Linked DNA regions of Capra hircus: region 1 is linked to region 2. Evidence: chromatin contacts called from public Hi-C data. All regions are on one chromosome and are shown on one strand. The core of a region is the stretch at or near the end of the contact, and the rest is flanking DNA. Distances in the headings are between cores, read along the strand shown.

What was found. Hi-C and Micro-C count contacts between places; a contact is called where the count stands out from the background.
Region 1: a Hi-C map of blood shows a contact between it and region 2, with 4 times the contacts expected there. The contact joins two enhancer-like sites. A contact is called at or near these places in 2 of 5 Hi-C or Micro-C datasets (both in blood).

What each region holds. Positions count from the first base shown.
Region 1 is chr24:57,429,329-57,435,043 of ARS1.2, forward strand. All of the region lies in intron 1 of NEDD4L (E3 ubiquitin-protein ligase NEDD4-like), which reads left to right. Among named protein-coding and RNA genes, the nearest start is that of TRNAE-UUC, 51 kb to the left of the region's middle. Within about 2 kb of position 4,438, at least 1 of the 5 cell types and tissues checked has an H3K27ac peak or open chromatin away from gene starts, as enhancers often do.
Region 2 is chr24:57,274,770-57,280,175 of ARS1.2, forward strand. No RefSeq gene overlaps it. Among named protein-coding and RNA genes, the nearest start is that of NEDD4L, 88 kb to the right of the region's middle. Within about 2 kb of position 2,787, at least 1 of the 5 cell types and tissues checked has an H3K27ac peak or open chromatin away from gene starts, as enhancers often do.

The sequences.
Region 1 (5,715 bases), core at 3,188-5,687, 160 kb after region 2:
TTTATAAGAGGCTGAACCTTACTAGTTTTCCTTTTCTGAACTATAAATCAGTTTTGAACTTACGTTTTGTCATTATATGCTTATGACTATGTGAGTACAGGAACATGCAGGCAAATGTCGCTTTGACCAAGAACATTTCTTTTGTTACTGTTAGCCTTTAACTAGAAATATATTTAATGAACCAAATGTTGGAACGCACTTGCCCTTTTTTAAAAACAGCTTTATGCAGACAAAATTCCCAAAGCATACAGTACATCCATTTAAAGTGTGCAGTTCACTGCCTTTCACTCTGTGTGCAGTTCACAGAATTATACAACTGTCCTCACAATTGTAAGGTATTTTTATTACCCAGAATGAAATCCCCTCTCCAGACCTCTCACACATCCCCTTCCCAGAAAAGAGAGTTTCTAACTCACTTTCTGTTTCTGTGAGTTTGCCTGTTGCAGACATTTCACAGAAGTTGGACCACACACTCTGTGGTCCTTCGTGACTGGCTTCCTATGCTTGGCATGTTCTCAAGGCTCACGCGTGTTGCAGCCTGTGTCAGTACTTCATTTCCTTTTACTGTTGAATAATGTTTCATGGTGTGGAATATAGTCTGTAATATACCTATTACAACCCTGCTGTAAAACTGCTTTGTCGGTTAGACATTTGGGGTGTTCCCACCTTTTTAAACTGTGAAAGCCCATGTATATTCTTGTACGGTCTCGTAGGAGCTATTCTGCAAACGTGTTTGCATTTCTGTCGAGCTTATACCTAGGAGTGGAGTTGCTGGGCCATGTGCTGACTCTGTGTTTCAGTTCAGTCACTCAGTCGTGTCCGACTCTTTGCGACCCCACAGACTGCAGCATGATGAGCCTCCCTGTCCATCACCAACTCCCAGAGTTCACTCAAACTCACATCCATTGAGTCGGTGATGCCATCCAACCATCTCATCCTCTGTCATCCCCTTCTCCTCCCTTCCTCAGTCTTTCCCAGCATCAGGGTCTTTTCAAATGAGTCAGCTCTTCGCATCAGGTGGCCAAAATATTGGAGTTTCAGCTTCAGTATCAGTCCTTCCAGTGAATATTCAGGACTGATTTCCCGTAGGATGGGCTGGTTGGATCTCCTTGCAGTCCAAGGGACTCTCAAGAGTCTTCTCCAACACCACAGTTCAAAGGCATCAATTCTTCGGTGCTCAGCTTTCTTTATAGTCCAACTCTCACATCCATACATGATTACTGGAAAAACCATAGCCTTGACTAGACGGACCTTTGTTTAATCCTTTGAAAAAACTGACAGGTTTTTTCCCAAAGCAGCTGGAACATTCCACATCCCCCTGCCCAGTGGTGTGTGAGTCCTCCACGTCCCTGTCGACACTTGTTATAGTCAGTCTTTGATTAGAGCCGTCCCAGCAGGTGGCACGTGCTGCTTTAAATCATTTAACAGGGAGCTCTGACACCCCGGTTCTCTCTCTGCACATCCTTTCTGTCACTGGCAACTCATGCTTTTACAACTGTGCGGATTTGTCAGGTTTCCAGCGGGTAGGTTTCATAGGAAGTGCTTCCCTCCCAGTACTGGACCCACATTCTCAGTATAAAATGTGATATTTTGCTCAATGTTGGTTTCTTCAGCTTAACCAATTGGCAAGTCCAATGGCTTTTCTTTGAGAAACTTTCCAGTTTAAACAAGTTTAAATTGCAATGAGAATTAACTTGCTTTGCCACAAAAAAATCCCATCCTGTCACTGTACTTAATTGAGAAACTGGTGGGGGTTCCTGTTTGTCTTCATTCTTAAAAAGAATTTTTTTTTTTTTTTTAAATCTTTTGGCCATTCCACAAGGCATGTGGGATCTTAGTTCCCCAACCAGGGATTGAACCTGCGTCCCTTTCATTGAAAGCCTGGAATCTTAACCACTGGACCATCAGGGAAGTCCCTGTCTTCATTCTTTAGCTGACTTCAGTTTGTGATGGGTAAAATTAAATAGGGTTTTCAGTGTATACAGTTGAATATTTATTTTGTAAAACCACATAGTATTTAGAGATAAGAACCTTCTGGAGTTCATGTGTTGAGTGAACCTGCTTTACTGAATGACTAGTCTGCCATGGTGTTGAGATAGGGTTTCTGTCTTCATGGAGTGTATCTTCTGGTTGAGGGCAGATCTTAAGGGAAAAAGGCAGATGGGGTTACAAAATAAAACAGGGCTGTCAAAGCAGATCTCTCTGCAGGAGCATGCTGGGCGCTTGCATGCTGGGTGCTTGCATGCTGGGCTTTGCTTTGTGTTTGGTGGGGGATGTGTTGGGAAGGACCTCTGTGAGGAAGTGACTCTTTAGCTGAGACCCAGAGGCAGGAGAGGGGCTTTCTGAAGCTGGGAGGCTCTGGTGGGTTGGAGGAACTGAAATAGTGTGTGGGGCACTGGGAAGAAAAAAGACCAAAGTGGCGGCCACATTGAGTGGTGCCTTGCGGAGCTGCAAATAATTTGAACTTTATTCAAGATGATGTGAGATAGCACTGAAGGGTTGTAAGCAGGGAAGTGGCATCATCTGACTTAATAGAAAACATCTCAAATGGATTACAGTGGGAGGGGGTCGGGGAGATGGCAAGAATGGGTGCAGGGACAAGTTACAGATTGAGGTAGGAAGGTCAGGGGTCAGATCTACCTGCCGAGGAGCCCACGCCGAGGTGTTCTCGGAGCTGAGCCCCCGGACCTGGGGCTTGAGCACTCTAGCTTTACCCTTCCTTTTCCAAGAAGATATGTATATGTATACTTCTAGACCCGAGGTAGGTCCCATCTCCTTATTTCTGCTGCAGGGAGATACCTCCTTTAACGGGCTTCCCAGGTGTCGCTAGTGGTAAAGAACTCGCTTGCCAATGCAAGAGACGCAAGAGATACAGGTTCGATCCCTGGGTCAGGAAGATCTGGTGGGGGGTGGGGGGGGAGGTGGGGAGAATGGCAACTTTCTCCAGTCTTCTTGCCTGGAGAATTCCATGGACAGAGGAGCCTGGTGGGCTACACTACAGTCCATGGGGTTGCAAAGAGTCAGACATGAGTGAGCGACTGTCCACACACACACCACACACACACACACACACACACACCACACACCACACACACACACACCACACACACCACACACCACACACACCACACATGCACACCACACACGCACACCCCTCCTCGAACATCTGTAGTAACACACACACACCACACACCACACACACACCACACACACACACCCCTCCTCGAACATCTGTAGTAAACACACTGGCAAAGACAAGGCAGACGTGCCGTCTTTGAGCTTTCAGGGGCTTGCTATCTCTTAAGCAAATATTTGAATGACCCTTCCATAATTAAAATTTATCGAGCAAATTAGAAAATGTGTTTTCACAAGCTTCTTACACTTGGGCAAATTTGGTGTTATTTACACGGGGAGCTGAAGTATGGCTCCCAGTGACAGTTTTGCTGTTGGGCAGTGTTTGTAAGGTATAGACATTTTTTTCTTTCCTTGTTGGAATCACTGGGAAGATTTTTCTAAAGGCCTTCATCTTTTTTCTCTTGCTTTTTAAAGTCCGGCATGTCCTTCTGCCTGAGCATGTGTGCTAAGTCACCTTAGTCGTGCCTGACTCTTTGTGACCCTGTGGATTGTAGCCTGCCAGGCTCCTCCTTCCATGGGATTCTCCAGGCAAAAATACTGGAGGGGGTTGCCATGGCCTCCTCCAGGGGATCACCCTCACCCAGGGATCGAACCTGAGTCTCTTAGGTCTCCTGAATTGGCAGGTGCATTCTTAACCATGAGCACCACCTGGGAAGCCCCCATGTCTTTTTGCCTAGCACTCACCATAGACCCGGAGAAGGCAATGGCACCCCACTCCAGTACTCTTGCCTGGAAAATCCCATGGACGGAAGAGCCTGTGGGCTACAGTCCATGGGGTCACGAAGAATCAGACACGGCTGAGCGACTTCACTTTCACTTTTCACTTTCATGCACTGGAGAAGGAAATGGAAACCCACTCCAGTGTTCTTGCCTGGAGAATCCCAAGGATGGGGGAGCCTGGTGGGCTGCCATCTATGGGATCGCACAGAGTCAGACATGCATGACTGACGTGACTTAGCAGCAGCAGCAGCAGCATCATAGACCAGAAAAAGGAGCCATAGACCTTCTGTGGCATTGAAGATGGGTTTTCCATGGTTAGTGTAGAAAATCAACACAAATTTGGTGGTTTCAAACAACACGAACTTCAGATCTTCTAGCCCTGTAGGTTAGCAGTCCCACATGGGTCTCATGGGGCCAAAATCAAGGTGTCGTCAAGGCGGGATCAAACCCGGGGCTCCAGGCCTGAGGCCCTTGCCCTTTCCAGCTTCCGTGGGAGACCTCCATCCATGGGCTCACGGCTTCCCTCTGCTGCGCTGAAAGCCAGCCGTGTGGCCCTGCGGCCAGCCCTCGGTCACAGGCATGCGGGGTCTTGGGTCCATGGTGTGGCCCATTGCACTGCGCTGCAGACTCTAGTTGTGGCGCGTGGCCTCCGTGGTTGAGGCGCTGGCTTAGTTGCTCTGTGGCATGAGGGATCTGAGTTCCCCACCCAGGGATAGAACCTGCGTCCCCTGTACCGCAAGGCGGATTCTTAACCGCTGAAACACCAGGGAAGCCCCTCCCTTTTCCATTCCGAAGATCCCTTGTGATTACATTGTGCTCGTCTGAATAATCCAGGGTGACTCTGTATTTTAAGGTTGATTGGTGGCCCGCCTTAACTCCCCTTCTTTCTCTGACTTGAGGTCGTCGTGAGTCCCTGGGATTAGGACGTGGCCGTCTTTGGGGGCCGTTATTCTGCCTGCCATGGCAGGAGCCTTCGTCTTTCTGACACTAGAAAATTGTTCCAGTGCTTGCTTTTTTGTCTTTTCACTTGATTCCTGTTGGTATCTACCTTATATTCTCCCCTCCCCTCCCCAACCCTGGGGAGGCACTCAGTAGGGGCTTTAAGATCACAGATTGGAAATACCTTCTGGAATGTGTCTGAGCTCACCCTGGAATTCGTCGGTGGCTTGGAGGATGGTGGAGGTTTTTGAAGCTGTGACTAGGAGAGATGGAATCTGCTTAGGTTTGGATTTTTCGTGAAGACTGGTTTGTTGCGGAAGCATGAAGGCTAACCTTGTGTTCTTCTCATGAGTGCAGCATATTAGAGCAGCACTGGAGAGGCCCAGGAGTCCTCCCGAGATTAGTGTAAAGGTTTTTCATGGCTGCAGAAGTTTTTGAAAAATAATCAGACTGTGATTTTCAGTGCTTGGGTTGGGGAGGGTGCTAACACCGTCTTAATGGAGAACCAGGAATTATGATATGATTTTAGGACCTTTGAAAGAATGACCTGGGACTTCCCGGGTGGTCCAGTGGTTAAGACTCCGCACTCCCAATGCAGGGGTTTGATCCCTGCTCAGAGGACCAGGATCCCACATGCCATGTGGTGTGGCCAGAAAACGGAAAAGAATGACTTGTTTTCTTTGTCAGTTCAGTTGAATAGCTCCTTAGCGGAGAAAGCACACGTCCTGGATGGACAGGGCGTACGACAGTGCAGTTGGGACAAAGAGGACTTGAGCCGTGGGTAAAGGAACACACAGCCGGGAATATCGTTCATACCAGGTTAGCAAGTTCTGTTTGAGCGTCACGTTTTGACCCTCAGACCTTGGAACACAATTCTTTTGCTTCTGCTAAGAGACTAGAAAAATCAATGCGCTGTGTCTG
Region 2 (5,406 bases), core at 1,537-4,036:
ACTATTCACTTTCCTTGGCTACCTCGTGTGCAGAGTTGACTAATGAGATGAAGAAACCGCCTCTGTGGAGTCTGTTAAGCTTCCTGATGACGTGTGCTGGGCAGCTATGCATTTACCATGCTTGTTTTTAGACGCTGAAATGTGGTAGGTGCTCAATAAGAAGTTGCACTGGATGAATTATAAACGCTGTTCTTCTTAGGATGACTGGCCCAAGTCCAGTCACATGGAAGAAACCTGGAGCCTATAGGGGATTCACTTTTAAATGCTTGGCGATGACAGCCTTTTGGAGATTTTATCTTACTCTACTTTCAAAAGCGACACCAAACCTGAACTTGACATTGAACTTGAACAGAGCCCACCCCACCCCGCCTCCCAGCCCTTTGTTGCTGCAGCCCCTGTACACTTCCTCTCTCTCCCCTCCCACCTGCTCTTCCCAAAGCCCACAAGCCACCCACTTCCTTTCCCCTGTGTGGCCCAAGGCTGCCAGCTCTCTCAATGTTTCCCTTTTGCAACACCAAACCACACAAAGAGGGCTCTGGCAGCTGCAGGCCTGTTCACCTCAGCAATTCTGAAAAGTGCTTTGTAATTACTAAGCAGAGAGTCTGGGAGGGTTAAGAGACTAAATCTTTGAAGGCAAGATTCATTTCCATTTAGCATTTTATATCCAGTTTTCCAGTGTTAAAGGGGGAATGAGGGCCTACCAGAAGAATTTCACATAGAAATTTTAAAAATTGGTTTACAAGGTGTTAAACACTTTTCTTGCGAATTTGTCTTTTCCACATCTCTTGTGAAGTATCTAAGTCTTTTGCCATTTTTAATTGGGTTGTCTTTTCATTATTGATTTGTAAGCATTCTTTATATAGTTTGGTTACAAGTCCTTTATCAGATACATGTGTTATATTTAGACCATCTGTGATTAGTCTATTCATTTTGTGAATTTTAATTAAATGTAATTAAAATTTTTTATGACATCTAACTTATGTCTTAATGATTAGTGCTTTTTGTATGCTAAGGACCTCTTTGCCCATCCCAAGGTCATGAGGTTATTATGCTTTATTCTAGCAGCTTTGCGTCTGTGGGTATTACCCGTTGGTCTGTGATCCATTCTGAGTTAGTTTTCATATATGGAGTGACTGAGTTTTTTTCCTACCCATGAATTCAGTTGTTCCAGTGATAATGTTAAAAAGACTTTCCTTTCTTCATTGAATTAGAGCCAACAGTTGGAAACAATCCAAATGTCCACAGAGAGATAACTGGGTAAATGATAATATATACGATAATAAATTGATAATATATTCTTCTAATGGAACACAACTCAGCAATTTTTTAAAAAGTGCGAACTGTGAATACATGCAACAACTTCAGTGAATTACTCAAAACCAATATGTTGGATGAAAGAATCTAAAAAACATCAAACAGTTCTTACTGCATGCTTCTACTTGTACGACATTCTGGAAAAGACAAAACGAACTCTGTAATGACAGAAAGCAAATCAGTGGTCGCCTGGCTGGGGATAGGGAGGGAACCTTTCTGGTGTGGTGGATATGTTCTTCATCTTGTGTTGGGTGTTGGTTCCACGAGTGTTTGACAATTGTCAAAATTCATCCCTGTGGACATCTAAGGGCTGTCCCCATTCATTGCACGTTAATTAAACCTCAATTTAAAGTATGTTAAAGGAAAAAAAAAGAATTAGAATGTGAACCTTCCTGAACTCTGCCCAGGGAATAGCCAAGTTCTTCCGTCTCTGGCGTGGGCTTGCTGCTGAAGTCTGGGAAAGAGAAAGAATTCCACACCGAGCACCCTGCCGCTCCCTGTTCCTTAGACCGTGAGGTAGATTCTTCAAAACATTGGCTCAGAAACTCTCATGCAAAACCAGCTGAGTAAATAATGGGACTTGGGTGAGCTGCTTTTTCCCCCTCTGTGTTTGGAAATTTGAGCTGCTTGTATGTCTCTCAAGCACATTTCATTTAGGAGATAATTTACATTCGCACGAAATCATGGCTGTAGCCCATCTGCTCAATGATTGTTAAGATCCAACACTTAGAAGCTGACGTGCATGGATCTTAGCGAGCAGGAGAACTTGAGTGCCCCGGATCCAAGTTCTTCTGAAACAATCCCCAGCTCCATCCTGCCACAATAGCTTATCATTTCTGACGTTTTCTTTGGAACATCACAGTTCATATCCATTTTAGACAGTGAATCATTGGGGGAGGGAGGGGACCTTCAATCCCCCGTCGCTTCACCAGATTTTCTGCTGTACTTAAACGAGACTGTGTTGGCAGCTGGGGAGGCGTGGGAGCTGGAAGGGGGTTGTTTGGTTATGTATCCTGATGGTTTTATCACCCAGGATGATTTGTGACAATGAAACAGCTGGAGCAGGAACGCGATTCGTATCAGTGCCTGCATGTCAATGGGTTAGGAATGGAATTACCGTCATTTCTGCGCTTTGGTTTGCCCTCAGAAGTTGAGACTCCTGGTTTATTTACAGTCTGCGGTACGCACAGCCAGGCAGCTAAGTTGCTGTGCAGATGGTGGGAAGGGGGGACCATGTGCTCTGGATCAGTGAGTGAGCATTAACAGGACGGTGTCAGAGGCCAGAGCCCGCAGGAGATGGCAGCTGACAGCAAAGGCTCCTTTTGTCTGCCGCAGTTCTTAACCCTTCCGCTTAGTCCCTTTGCCCCAGTTTCATCTGCCAGGACTTTGTAGAGGAGGTGGAGGAGGAGGGGGTAGCTCCAGGGTTTCCTGGGCAGAGCCCAGGGAGGAGCAGTAACCCGGGAAGGGGCTGCCCCAGCCAGGGCCGGGGGGCATTCATGGGAAGCAGGTGCCATGATCCCGTGGGAAGGCGGGTTCAGGCTAGAAGAATGGTCCACAGGCCAGACAGACTCTGCAAGCTGGCATGATGCAGGAAGCCTCCTGCTCTCAGAGTGGAAATGTGGCCAAGGAGGCAGGAAGTGGCTCTAGTCCAGAGAAGAAGTCTCAGGCCATTCGGGAAAGAGGAGTATGCAGTCCCGGCACGAAGAGGCTCATGGGTGGAAAGTGAGCGTCAGGCCAGGGCGCCTGGGGAGGTGGCCCAAGATGCTGGCGGTGGGCATTGGGCACACTTGTGTTTTCCCTTTTCTGCCTTCCATTAAACTCATCTGCTGAGGCCAAGTTCACGGCCACAGCTGGAGAGATCAACACCCCAGATACCCAAGGGGAAAAGCTTCCATCCCCCAGCCTGAGGCTCCCTCTCAATCATGTATGTGTGTCTGTGTGTGTGTGTCTGAGTGAAAGTCAGAGGTGTTACACCGATGGTTGTCTTTGCACAGGAGGAGTTTTCCTTGACCTTTTCAGATGGGGTCTGAGAATTTAACAGTCAAAGACAGATTGAGAGAAGAAGAGCATATAGATTTATTTAAGTTTTCTACGACATGGGAGACTTCATAAGGAAATGAAGACCCGAAGAACTGGTTAAACCTGACGGTTTTATGCTGGGTTTGGTGAGAGGGGACAGTCTTGGAGGAATTTGGTGGAACAAAGTGCAGGAGGGAGGCGTAGAGAACCAGGGATGTTTAGCAAGGTCTGTTTGCATTCTGCTTGGTGTTCCTTTGTCTCTGAGATAAGAATGTTCCTTTCCTCCACAAGAGAAATTTATGACCCGTGTAAAGGGAAGATCAGAAAAGGACCTGTCATTCCTCAAATTCCTTCAGCTTGTAATATTGGGGGTGGTGTTTTCTTTTTCTTTTTTTTTTGGGGGGGTGGTGTTTTCTGAACCCCATTGCCTCCCATGTGGTAGAAACGTGAGGTGAAAGGGAAACTAGTTTCAGCCCCATATACTATAATTAGTCTTCAGGGCTTCCCAGGTGGCGCTGGAGGTAAACAGCCCACCTGCAGATGCTGGAGACTCAAGAGACGCAGACTTGATCCCTGGGCCCTGGAAGAGGAAATGGCAACCCACTCCAGTATTCTTGCCTGGGAAGCCCCAGGGACAGAGGAGCCTGGCTGGCTACAGTCCGTGGGGTAGCAAAAAAGTCAGACAGACTGAGGGGACCTAGCACGCTGTACATAGTAGTCTTCATGTCCGTGTTTGAATGAATGAATGAATAATTGAGCAGCCTTTAGTACAGATGGTCCTTCTTCCCAAGGCCATCTTTATAGCTACCTGGTTCTTAATATTCTTAATCTTCTATTTCTTGGGATAGAACCTGTCGACTCTGCCCTCTGAGCCATCATGAAATGCACATACTTTAACTTCCTTCACAGAATCTGGGGTTGATTTATTTTTTTCTAATGAAGTTAACTGAAGTGGAAATTGTAGGGTCCTGAAAATAGGAGGCGTCTTACTGCCAGCTGAAGACGTAAGAACAGAGGCTTGATCTGCGTCTAAAACAGCAGACTGTGCAAGAGACTTCACACTCAGCATAACCATCTTCAGACATGGACTCAGCCTCACGCTGGGTGTCCTTTAAGTTTCTCTTGGCCTCCAAGCTCTGTTAGGGGTGTCTGGCCTAACTCTTCCCCAGATACCTGCTTCAGGCAGTGACCAAGGACATCCTAGCCTGCAGCTACTGCCGCCTCAAAGTATCTTAGTGTCACTGACGCACTCCTGCACCAGATCCATTTACTGAGTATCTACTAGATGCTGGCCCAAGCACTGTGGACTTTACAAATATGACCTCCTTTAGTACTTAGGCTGACCCTAGAAGGTAAACATTAACCTCATGGTCAGACACAGAAGATGAGACTCAGACTGTAAGAAACTTACCGGAGGTCAGAGTTGAATTTCATATTCAAGACTGTCCTTGTCCCAGGCCCGCTCTGTTTCCACTATACTGCTCAGACTTCCTATCATAAAAGCTTTTTTGTTCTCAATAGTTTCCTATTACAATTAAATAACCCTGGAACAGTATGAAACCCTAAGAGCTAATGTCTTGGTTATGCCAATAGAAATACAGCTTGGCAGCAAATGGAGATTTAGTATAGGCAATTCTCAGGGAACAGCTGAGGGGCAAGGAAGTCATAATTGGAAGAGAGGACAGAAACTGTGATTTAGATTGTTTTGTCCTCATCTGTAGAAGTTCAGGAAAAGTCACAAAATAAATGTAATGCTGTAGACGTCGTTGGCCATTCTCTTCTGGCAGTTTAGCAGCTGACCCATGTTGCTGTCTTTGGGTTCATCACTGATGAGTTTGGTGGTCTTGCTTCCACCATGGAAGAGGCTGAGTCACTCTTGCATATCAGGGAATGGTAATCGTTCCTTGCACATGCCCTAGAACTTTCTGATCAGACACTCTACCCAAGACTTTGAATCAGGAACACTCAAGGCAGCAAGTTGGACTCCCCAGGCCAAGGGTGGCAGTGTATTCAAGGCACGGTAACATGCGGTCCCCAGCACACGGGGGCCAAGACAGGATGACTTTTGTAGAC